Regions from separate parts of the Canis lupus genome. Here region 1 is linked to region 2. Evidence: chromatin contacts called from public Hi-C data. All regions are on one chromosome and are shown on one strand. Each heading gives the region's core, a stretch centred on a gene start, on an enhancer-like site or on the middle of the called end of the contact. The rest is flanking DNA. Distances are from core to core; before and after follow the strand shown. Region 1 overlaps C1H9orf3 (aminopeptidase O). Region 2 overlaps C1H9orf3 (aminopeptidase O).

The links. A called contact is a pair of places that touch in the nucleus more often than the background predicts.
Region 1: a contact with region 2 is called in a Hi-C map of skin fibroblasts, with 1.7 times the contacts expected there. The contact joins two enhancer-like sites.

Annotation. Positions count from the first base shown.
Region 1 is chr1:72,528,043-72,532,721 of UU_Cfam_GSD_1.0, reverse strand. All of the region lies in intron 3 of C1H9orf3 (aminopeptidase O), which reads left to right. Among named protein-coding and RNA genes, the nearest start is that of C1H9orf3, 65 kb to the left of the region's middle. Within about 2 kb of position 2,316, at least 4 of the 20 cell types and tissues checked have an H3K27ac peak or open chromatin away from gene starts, as enhancers often do.
Region 2 is chr1:72,407,380-72,411,924 of UU_Cfam_GSD_1.0, reverse strand. C1H9orf3 (aminopeptidase O) reads left to right here. Exons shown (of 19, transcript XR_005353980.1): 6 at 4,042-4,231. Among named protein-coding and RNA genes, the nearest start is that of MIR23B, 150 kb to the right of the region's middle. Within about 2 kb of position 2,069, at least 8 of the 20 cell types and tissues checked have an H3K27ac peak or open chromatin away from gene starts, as enhancers often do.

The DNA.
Region 1 (4,679 bases), core at 1,067-3,566, 120 kb before region 2:
GGCACCAGCTGATTTCCCGAAAGAAGCAAAGCACCTGGGAGCAGCATAATCAGATACCAGCGACAGAAATGAGTGCAGCTCTTGGGCAGGGGATAGAAATCAGAAGACAGACCTCTGAGTCCCTGCTACATGAGAGAAATCATTCCTCCTAGCTGTTTTTAAAATAAGGCTAATGGTTTAGACTGTCGCTTGGTGACCATCATAAGAATTTTATTAGCTTAGAAGTTACCAATCTTTTTTCAAGAAGGCTACATCAAAGCTATAGATTTAGACTGAGTTGTTTGACTCTTTATTATTTAACTTCCTTAACAGAATTTCATTCAGGCAAGCAGAAATGTTATCCTGTGTGTTATCATCGGCCTATATTCCCTGCCAAAATGTACCTCACAGAGACCCCACACCCAAAAAAGTGCTTTGTATATAAGAGGTACTTGATACTTGGTTGAATAAATGTCTTTTGATAGATAGACATAATATGTTCATGGTAGGAGCACTTAAAAGCACTACTGAATAGTAACAAAAATGATTTTGGGGTCATTTCTTTAGTTATGCTTCTGTTTATAGAGTTTATGCCTTTTCTCCAGGCTCAATAGATTTTAAAAGAAAAAACTGGCATACTACATTCTTATTTTTCCCTGTTTGGCAATTCTTTTGTTTAGTTTTATTTTATTTTTGCAGGGTCTAATTTAGTGTATTTTTACTTCCTAGAAAAATAAAACATACCACTTCTTTTTCATGGAAAGGCTCAAGTAAATGAACAAAACTAACTTGAGGTCCTTAAAAATGTAAGAGAAGCAGCATATGAACAAGTGAAAAGTGTTAAAAACTATATGTGCCCTCACATCGTATCTGATTTCATTTTTCTGTGCAAAAGTAAAAGACTGTAGACATTACTTCATTCTGGGCAAAATGCTACTCTGGCTTGCCCAGTAGACCAACTCTCTGACATTCTCTCTCTTGACGTTGTGTGGGAAATTCCAGGAAGAAGCCAAGATTTCAGGGTCCAGACCCTTCTATGTGCAGTTGAAAGCCAACTTTCTTCCCTCTTGGTGGCTCAAAATGAGCAATACTATTTAGGCTGCTCCCACAGTGTGCAAGCAAGAATTACGTATAAGGAAATGGTAACGTGAAAGACATTTAGGAATGATTATGATTAAGAGTTTCATCACAAAGATAGAATGCAAAATAGAGAAAGCTCCTTGTTTCCAGAACTGGGGAAACTTTATTCTGAGCTAGTACACATGTTTCAAGGGGTAGGAGTTTGGAGTGAATGCATTTATCTTTTCTCTTTAGAAAGGTAATCGTGGGCAGCCCGGGTGGCTCAGTGGTTTAGTGCTGCCTTCAGCCCAGGGACTGATCCTGGAGATCCGGGATCGAGTCCCACACTGGGCTCCCTGCGTGGAGCTTGCTTCTCCCTCTGCCTGTGACTCTGCCTCTCTGTCTCTCTCTCTCTCTGTCTCTCAAGAATAAATAAATAAAATCTTAAAAAAAAAAGAAAAGAAAGCTAATTGTGGGGGATCCCTGGGTGGCTCAGCGGTTGAGCATCTGCCTTGGGCTCAGGGCATGATCCTGGAGTCCTGGGATCGAGTCCCACATCGGGCTCCCTGCATGGAGCCTGCCTCTCTCTCTGCCTGTGTCTCTTCCTCTCTCTCTCTCTCTCTCTGTCTTTCCTGAATAAATAAATAAAATCTTTTTTTTTTTTTTTTTAAAGAAAGCCAATGGTGACTGAGACACTGTTCTGCTCAGTTACATCCCCCATAAGGTCATGCCTTAGCACTTTCCAAATCTTTGTCGGTTTGTGATTCGCTTTTTGACTCCTTCTTGCTTACCTTCCTTATGGTGGATCATCTTGGGTAATGATGATTATAGCAGGTGTGTTCCAAATCTTTTTGCCTTGGATTTTGTCTCAGGCTTGACGTTCATAGTACTCGAGCATACCTGTGACCATCGGGAGCAGTATGATTTGGTGTCTGGCTTGCAGGCCCACTCTCTACCTGGGACTAGGTAATCTGTGTCACAAGTCAGAGTGGTGGCTGAGACTTGGAATAACAAGCCTGGTGCAGTGTATTATTAGCCTTCAGTGACATCAGCCATTAGGGAAAAACCTCAAAACCTACGGAGGTGCTTGTGTTCTCCCTTCGGTAGGTGGCGCTCTCTCACCTGGTTCACAAGAATGATCTTGGAAGGTCATTCTCTTCTGGGTTTCCTGTGCTGCAGGCAGGACCATGTTACTGGGAAGCAAAGCCCAAGCCCTGCGGGGTGGCATCGGTACTTGAGAAGCGGCAGCATGACCTGACACATGTCCCTGGTTAGGCACTGCCGGTGCATATTTGTTCTGGTGCCCGTTCCCGCCCTTGAGCAACAGCAGAGAAGAACTAACGAAAGACTGTCACGCTGTGGGTACTCAAGAGGGTGGCACTAACTCATAAAACTAGAAGTGTAGACTCAGCCACACAAAGTAGTGAAAGAGAAAGGGCTGGGGTTTGCTGAAGAGACCCAAGCACTGGGCAAGGAAGCCAAGAGAGGAAGAGCAACCCAAACTGGGACCTTTCCTTTCTTTTTTTAATGTATCTATTATTATTTTAAAAATACACAAAATGTATAAAACATACACCTTGTGTATGGTGCGACTATCGATACATGTGTATAAATATACACATCTATGTACATATATAAACACACACATATATATGCATGTTCTTATTCATCTTAAACATCTTTAATTTGTGATACAGACATTCCAAAATAATGAAATAGCTTGATGTAGGGGACACTTTGAGCAAGAAGCTCTGAAATTAAGAAGACTGGCTAGAGAAAGAGTCCATGGTGAAGTAGAAAATGAGCAGGGATGACAGAAGAATTGGGGAAAGAAATCTGATATGTTAAATAAAAGCATGTATCAATCCAATGTTTCCAACTGAATGTTACTTGTCTAATGTACAGTGCAAGAGTTTAAAAGATAAAGTAAATGCTTAATAGGAAGAATTTAAGTGCCTGTTTTAATTTCCAGGGAAAGCAATAACTTTTTAAATACAGAAGATTCTGTGAGATGTTTAACTTTACAAAGATATGGGCAGCCCGGGTGGCTCAGTGGTTTAGCAACGCCTTCAGCCCAGGGCGTGATCCTGGAGTCCCGGGTTCGAGTCCCACGTCAGGCTCCCTGCATGGAGCCTGCTTCTCCCTCTGCCTATGTCTCTGCCTCTCTCTCTCTCTGTGTCTCTCATGAATAAATAAATAAAATCTAAAAAAAAAACTTTGCAAAGATAAATAATCTGCTTTTGCCTCTGTAGAAGCAGAAGGGTTATGAATGGTGTATTCTTATAATGTGTTTTATGAGTATTTCCAAGACTCCCCTAAGGATAAAACTGTGATGTTCCATACATTTTGTATTTAATTGACTATTCTTGAGCATGATTGATGTGTAAAAATGACTATAGTATCTTAATTTTCTTCTCTTAATTTTTTTTTTATAAGAATGATTTTCCAAAATAATTAGCAAAGTTAATCACAGGTTTGGTGTAAACAGTGCCCCCCCTCCATGGACTGATTGTATCATGTTCTTCCTTTTTCCTCTTCAGTCTTCCTCCTTTGGAAGATAGAATCTTCAAAACTATTCATAGGACAGTTTTATTTTAAAAATGTGATAAATGAGAAAATCAAAGGCAATTGTTTTAACCCTCTTTAGTTAGAAGAATTTTCAAAACTAAATTTTAAACTGCCTCTTATGATTTGAAAAGTGACCCATTCCAAGTCCTTTTCATACCTAGAAAAAAATACAGTTATCTTTAAAGAAAATTTCAGTCCTGTTTTGGACATGAACATGTCTATTTGGATCTTGTGGCAGCTTCTATTATGATAAGAACAATACTTGATAAGATGTATCTGTCTTACTAGAGAGACTATCAGAGTATAAGAATTTTCCACCCTAACTAAATAATTTGAGAAGGTGGTATAGGGGTATTCGGGAACTTTCTGAGGAGGCCCAGAAGGGAGGCTAGATGGGTGGCTGCTCAAGCCTGTTCGGTTAGGGAGTGCCACTTCCTCTGGGTCCCTTCCTACCTCCCCCCTCCCTGTAAGTCTTGCTAATGAATCCGGCCTGGCCGTGAAATCATCCAGTGGTGTGATGGACTCCTGGCCTTTGCAGAGGAAAAACTCTGGGTTAATTCAAGTACAGCATGCTCTCTTTGTTTTGCAGCTGGTGTAGCAAGGGAGTCTAGGGCAAGTGGATTGAATCAAAAAGGAAAATGAAGGCATTCACTGTCTATTTCATCGAGGATGGCTCATTTAAAGTAAACACCATTTAAATAGTCTCCAAATGGCCCATTCTATATGAAGTCATACAGGATGCCCCCTTTGGGCTGTCATTCTCCTTTAAATGGATGGCTTTGTGTGCACTGCGTTTTAATGCCATTCAACCTTAAACCCCATATGTGGGCCTCATCAGGCCACAGGCTTTGGTGCACATGTGGCAGCCATACCTTCAACATTCTTTGTCTCTGCCTCCAGACAGTCAGCCCAAGCAACAGGGGGAGGGAGTTGTAAAGACAACAGCAGTTAACATTTCTTTAACACTTATTATGTGCCAATTACTATGTCTAGTGATTTCTCTATATATTATCTAATTTAATCCTCACATAATCCTAGGAGGCAGATACTATGATTATTCCCTTGTTACAGAT
Region 2 (4,545 bases), core at 820-3,319:
TCATGCAAGCAAAGGTTGCTTTCATGTGATATGAGGCCCTTAAAACAATCTAGTTTGACTTTGGAAGGAGAGGAGCCTCTGTCTCCCTCTTCCCTGGCTCTTCCTTCCTCTCCATAATGGGATGTCGGTGTCCATATGCTGTTAAGAGATTGTGAAAAACTTTGAATCACTAAGAACTTCAAGCTTGAGGAGTCTAAGTGCGTTTCCTAGATGCACTTCCCGAGGATCTTTATAAAAAGTGAATCTGCTCCCTCCAGGGATTGGGATCAGCTCCAGTATAGTGGGAGGAGTGGCCTGGGGTTCTCCTTGTCCTTAACCAAAAGCTATTTCCTGCCCTCCTGGTCCCTCCCTCGCTACCCCAGCCTGCTCTGAGGCAGCAGCATGGAGCTGCCGCTGTAAGTGCAGTACCTCTCCCTGGGCAGCAAGATGGACCACGCTGGTCACGTCTCCCTGGACAAAGATGAAATAAATCACAGAACAGCCCCTGCTTAAGATCTGATGAAATTCTCCATTTCCGCTCTAAATTGAATTCCTCCTGAAGGATTGGAGCGGCTCTTGAGAGTAATGAAGGCACTCCTTCCTCCTCTGCTAGAAGCATGTTTTAAATTAACAGACACAGCCTTCTGATCTGGGTGGGGAGGTAGCTTTTAGGAACAGTCTTGAGATGCTGTTTTCAGGCCAGAAATGATATTTTTAATCTCAAGGGGGCAAGGCAGCAGACATGCAACACCATGTGGCCTCCTCTGAAGGGAGCAGCCCCGCTGGTGGTCTCCTGGGAAAGAATGAGAACACGTGTCCCGCCCTTGCTCTTTGCTGCCCTCCTGCTCAGCCCACTGTCCTCCTCCACCACTTGTGGCGAAAGAGAAATTTATGATAGAGAATCCGAACCAGGGGGCTTGTGCTTTCTGAGAGTTGAAAGTATTACTTTCTCATCCATCTCTTCTTTGGGAAAAGCGATAAATTCTGTGAATTAAAAAACAAACAAACCCAAAATTGTATTTAGGATGAAGGCATCATTGAAGTGATTATCTTCCATCCTCTGCCATGATGAATTGATAACTTGGCATTTGTAGAGGCAGCTGACACAGACCCTTTCAGAGGAAAACAAGAAAACCTGTTTTCAAATGGGCCTTGTCAGAGTGAAGACGGATGACCTGCTGGCTGATTAGAACCATGAATAAGGCTCTGAGAACGTGGGAATGTGTGAGGAACCCAGGGGTGAAACTTATAAATCAAGGTTAAGGTAGAAGTAGAAAATTCTAAACATCCATTCTATAATAAAGGTGGGCAGGAAGTAGATTATCTGTTGGTAAAGGAGTATTTACTATTACTCCTTGAAGTGAGCTTAAGAGCATTAGACTTTTCCCCACTCCCTTTTGAAAAAAAAAAAACAAAAACACAACAATGTAAAAAATCCTACTTGACACGAGGAATTCTGACATTTAGGGTCGAAAGGAGAGGAGGAAAGTCTCCTTAAAAGTAAATGCTATTGCTTCGTGTGTGTCAGAATTTTCTTAACAGCCCTTGAGAAAGGTTATCAAAACCTGACTCCATGTTTTTAATTTAGCTTTAAGAAAGAGGCCATTTCCTTCATAGGGAAATACGACCCCAGAGTAGCCCACAGGTAAAACCCAACCTCAGAGGGCGGACTCCATCCACTACAAGAGGATTTCCTACTTCTCAACTGGAAAATTGCTTTTCAGGGAGAAGGTCATGTTGTCCACAGATAATAGGGTCACTTATATCAAGTGAAATGCCTTTCCTTCTGACCCAGGGGGACATTTAGACTTTGATCTTTCTCAGAAGACAGTAGGAAGTACATTTATTCCTGGCGAGGCAGAAGGGACTGGGGATGGCAAGTGGGAGTGTGGGATTCCAGCAGTGCCAGCGTGCGTCCTGAGCCCAGCAGGGATGCACTGGGGCCGGGCCTGGGGGAGTCCTGGCAGGTGGGGAAGGAGGTCTGGTGGAGACAACAAAGGCCATCGGAGGGAAAAGATTAAAGGGCAGGAAAAGGCACAGCTGCCCCCCAGCCCCCACGCAGCTGCTTTGGTGCATTCCTTCAGGCTCTCTAGACTTTGATATTTGCACCAACGGGCCTTGGCTGGGCTTCTACCTCGGGACCGAGCAGCAAGTGGTCACCGTGGACAGAGCAGGCTTTTTCTCCATGGCCAGTCTGGCTGGGATTTCAGTCCTCCGCTTGTGGAGCCCTCCTGGGTGGATTGGACAGACGGCTGTCCTGTCCTCGCTGCTACGTGAGGACCGTCCGTGTCTCTGGCCACAGACCCATCCAACACAGGCTCGCCTTGGAGCCTGTTTACAAGGCCTGCAGTTACTTCTGTTTTGTTTTAGCCAAAAAGGTGAAGCGCTGCCAGCAGTATGTCTGGAATGTTATTTACTTGGTACATTTCTGTGGCTTTCCTTTGTGGGGCTGCACATGCCAGAGCAAGGGGTCATTTACTCCGAAAATGCCAGGTTTCACAGTTTGTCTTCTCCATGGGAAGACTTTCTCAGTAAGAAGGTTAGCTCTTGGGCCTCTCAGTTCCTTCCTCCCTTCCTTCCTCCTTTCCTTCCTTCCTTTCCTCCTTCCTTCCTCCCTCCCTCCCTCCCTCTCTCCCGTCAATCCTCCCTCTGGTCTTCCCCTCTTTCCTGCCTCTTTTTGTTTTCTGAACCAGTGCTCTGAGCCGCCCCCGCCCCTCCGTCCTGGATGCCCCAAGTGCACTTTCAATTCCTGGGCTTTCTGGTGGACTCCGCTGAGGGCCTGGCAGACACTTTTCGTTTGCGTGCCTGCCCTGTTATTATTTCACATGAAAGCTGTCTATTTTGGCACACATGGCTCCTGCGATTTGAGTTGAGCTCTGAGAGCTGAAGGGGCGATGTTGTGCAAGGAAAGTACAGGTGGGGTTTTCTCTCCTGGTGGCCGTGGGGGCGGAGGACAGATCTGCTGCGTGCAGTCCTGGCTTGTGCAGAGCCGACAGGATAGCAAACAAATGGCTTTTAAAGGAAGGAACCAGTGTGTACGGTTTCTTAATTTGGGAGGTTTCACAACTGTTCTTGTTCAGTTGATGGAGGAGAGGTTTTGGGGGGTGTTTTTGTTTTTTGTTTTTCGATTTTTCTGTTGTTGTTGTTTTTGTTTTGAGAGCAAATTCTTCATTAATAAAACTGCAGACAAGTCCTGCATAAATGAGCAATGCAGAAGGTGGAAGCGCGGGAGGTTTTCCATCCGCCTCTTCTTTTTTCAGCCTCCCTTCCTCCCATTTCATCCATGCAGTACTAATCATGGTATTTGGGGTTTTAAAACAAGGTATAGAAAATGAGATTAGATAAATCTCCCCAGCTGGTGCCAGCCCTGGGCTGTTTGCACACCTGGGTGGGTACTCCCCCCACCCCCCACCCCCTGCCTCATTTTGTTATGTCATGTGAATGTATAAGCACCTACAGAGAGGAGATGATACCTTTGAAAAGCTTTGTCTTCCAGAGACTTGGCCTTTATCTGAGTCTCTGGGAAACCTCGCCCATCCCCGGCACCTGTTAGTGTGTTAACTCCGTAGCCAGCCCCAGTCTGAAATGGAAAATTTTGGTCCCATTCTTCTTGGCTTTTCCTGTCTTTCTGCATGACTTCTCAATTTGTGTGTAAGCTCCTCGGATTTTGGGCTGAAGGGGCTTCTTTGATCCTCTCTTGACAGCATGGGCTTCACATTCTCACACCTGCTCTTCTTTTACAGTCCAGATTTCAGAGTAAATGCTTCCATCGCCTTGTCATTTCTTTGGTTTAAAACTTTGGTGCAGGTTACTCATTACAGGTAATAGCTGTTGGATGACGGAGACAACTGCTTGGCACAAATGGCCACCTGAACCGCTGCCAGAAATGTAAACCGCCACTTTATTTATTTCTGAAAGCATCTAAGCTGCAAGCCTACCGGTCATGATCTAGCATGCACATGATAATAACAGGCTCACCAGGCTGAGAAAGCCGCCCCATGGGGCAGCCTCAAGGGCAGGCTCTGACAAGCCTCTGTGTGTTTTCTCCCCCATTATCCACAGCCCACACATCATCTTCCTCTCTCAGAGCGTCTTGATAGGAATGAACCATCTCTGTGGGACCCGGCTCTGCCATGAAATCGCTCACGCCTGGTTTGGCCTAGCCATTGGGGCCCGGGACTGGACGGAGGAGTGGCTGAGTGAAGGGTTTGCCACTCACTTGGAAGACGTGTTCTGGGCCAAAGCGCAGCAGGTAGGTTTATAGTAACCCTAAGCATTTCCCAACCTGGAGTCCGGTTCAATTCGTAGGCATCTGTTCATTCCACGGATATGGAGAGGGCCTATCGTGTGGTAGGACTGTGCGGTCTGCTAAGGAGAGAACTGATTCAAGGAGAGCCCTGGGCACATCTCACTGTAGGGACAGGATTGAGGATAGAGGAACAGGCAAACACATCCATAACGTGTCAGGTGGTGAGCGCCATGAAGGCAGGTGAACCAGCCAGACAGTGTTGGGGAGACTCAGTTTTAGGAGGCACCGAGAGGAGGCAGCTCTGAGGGTGGTGGACA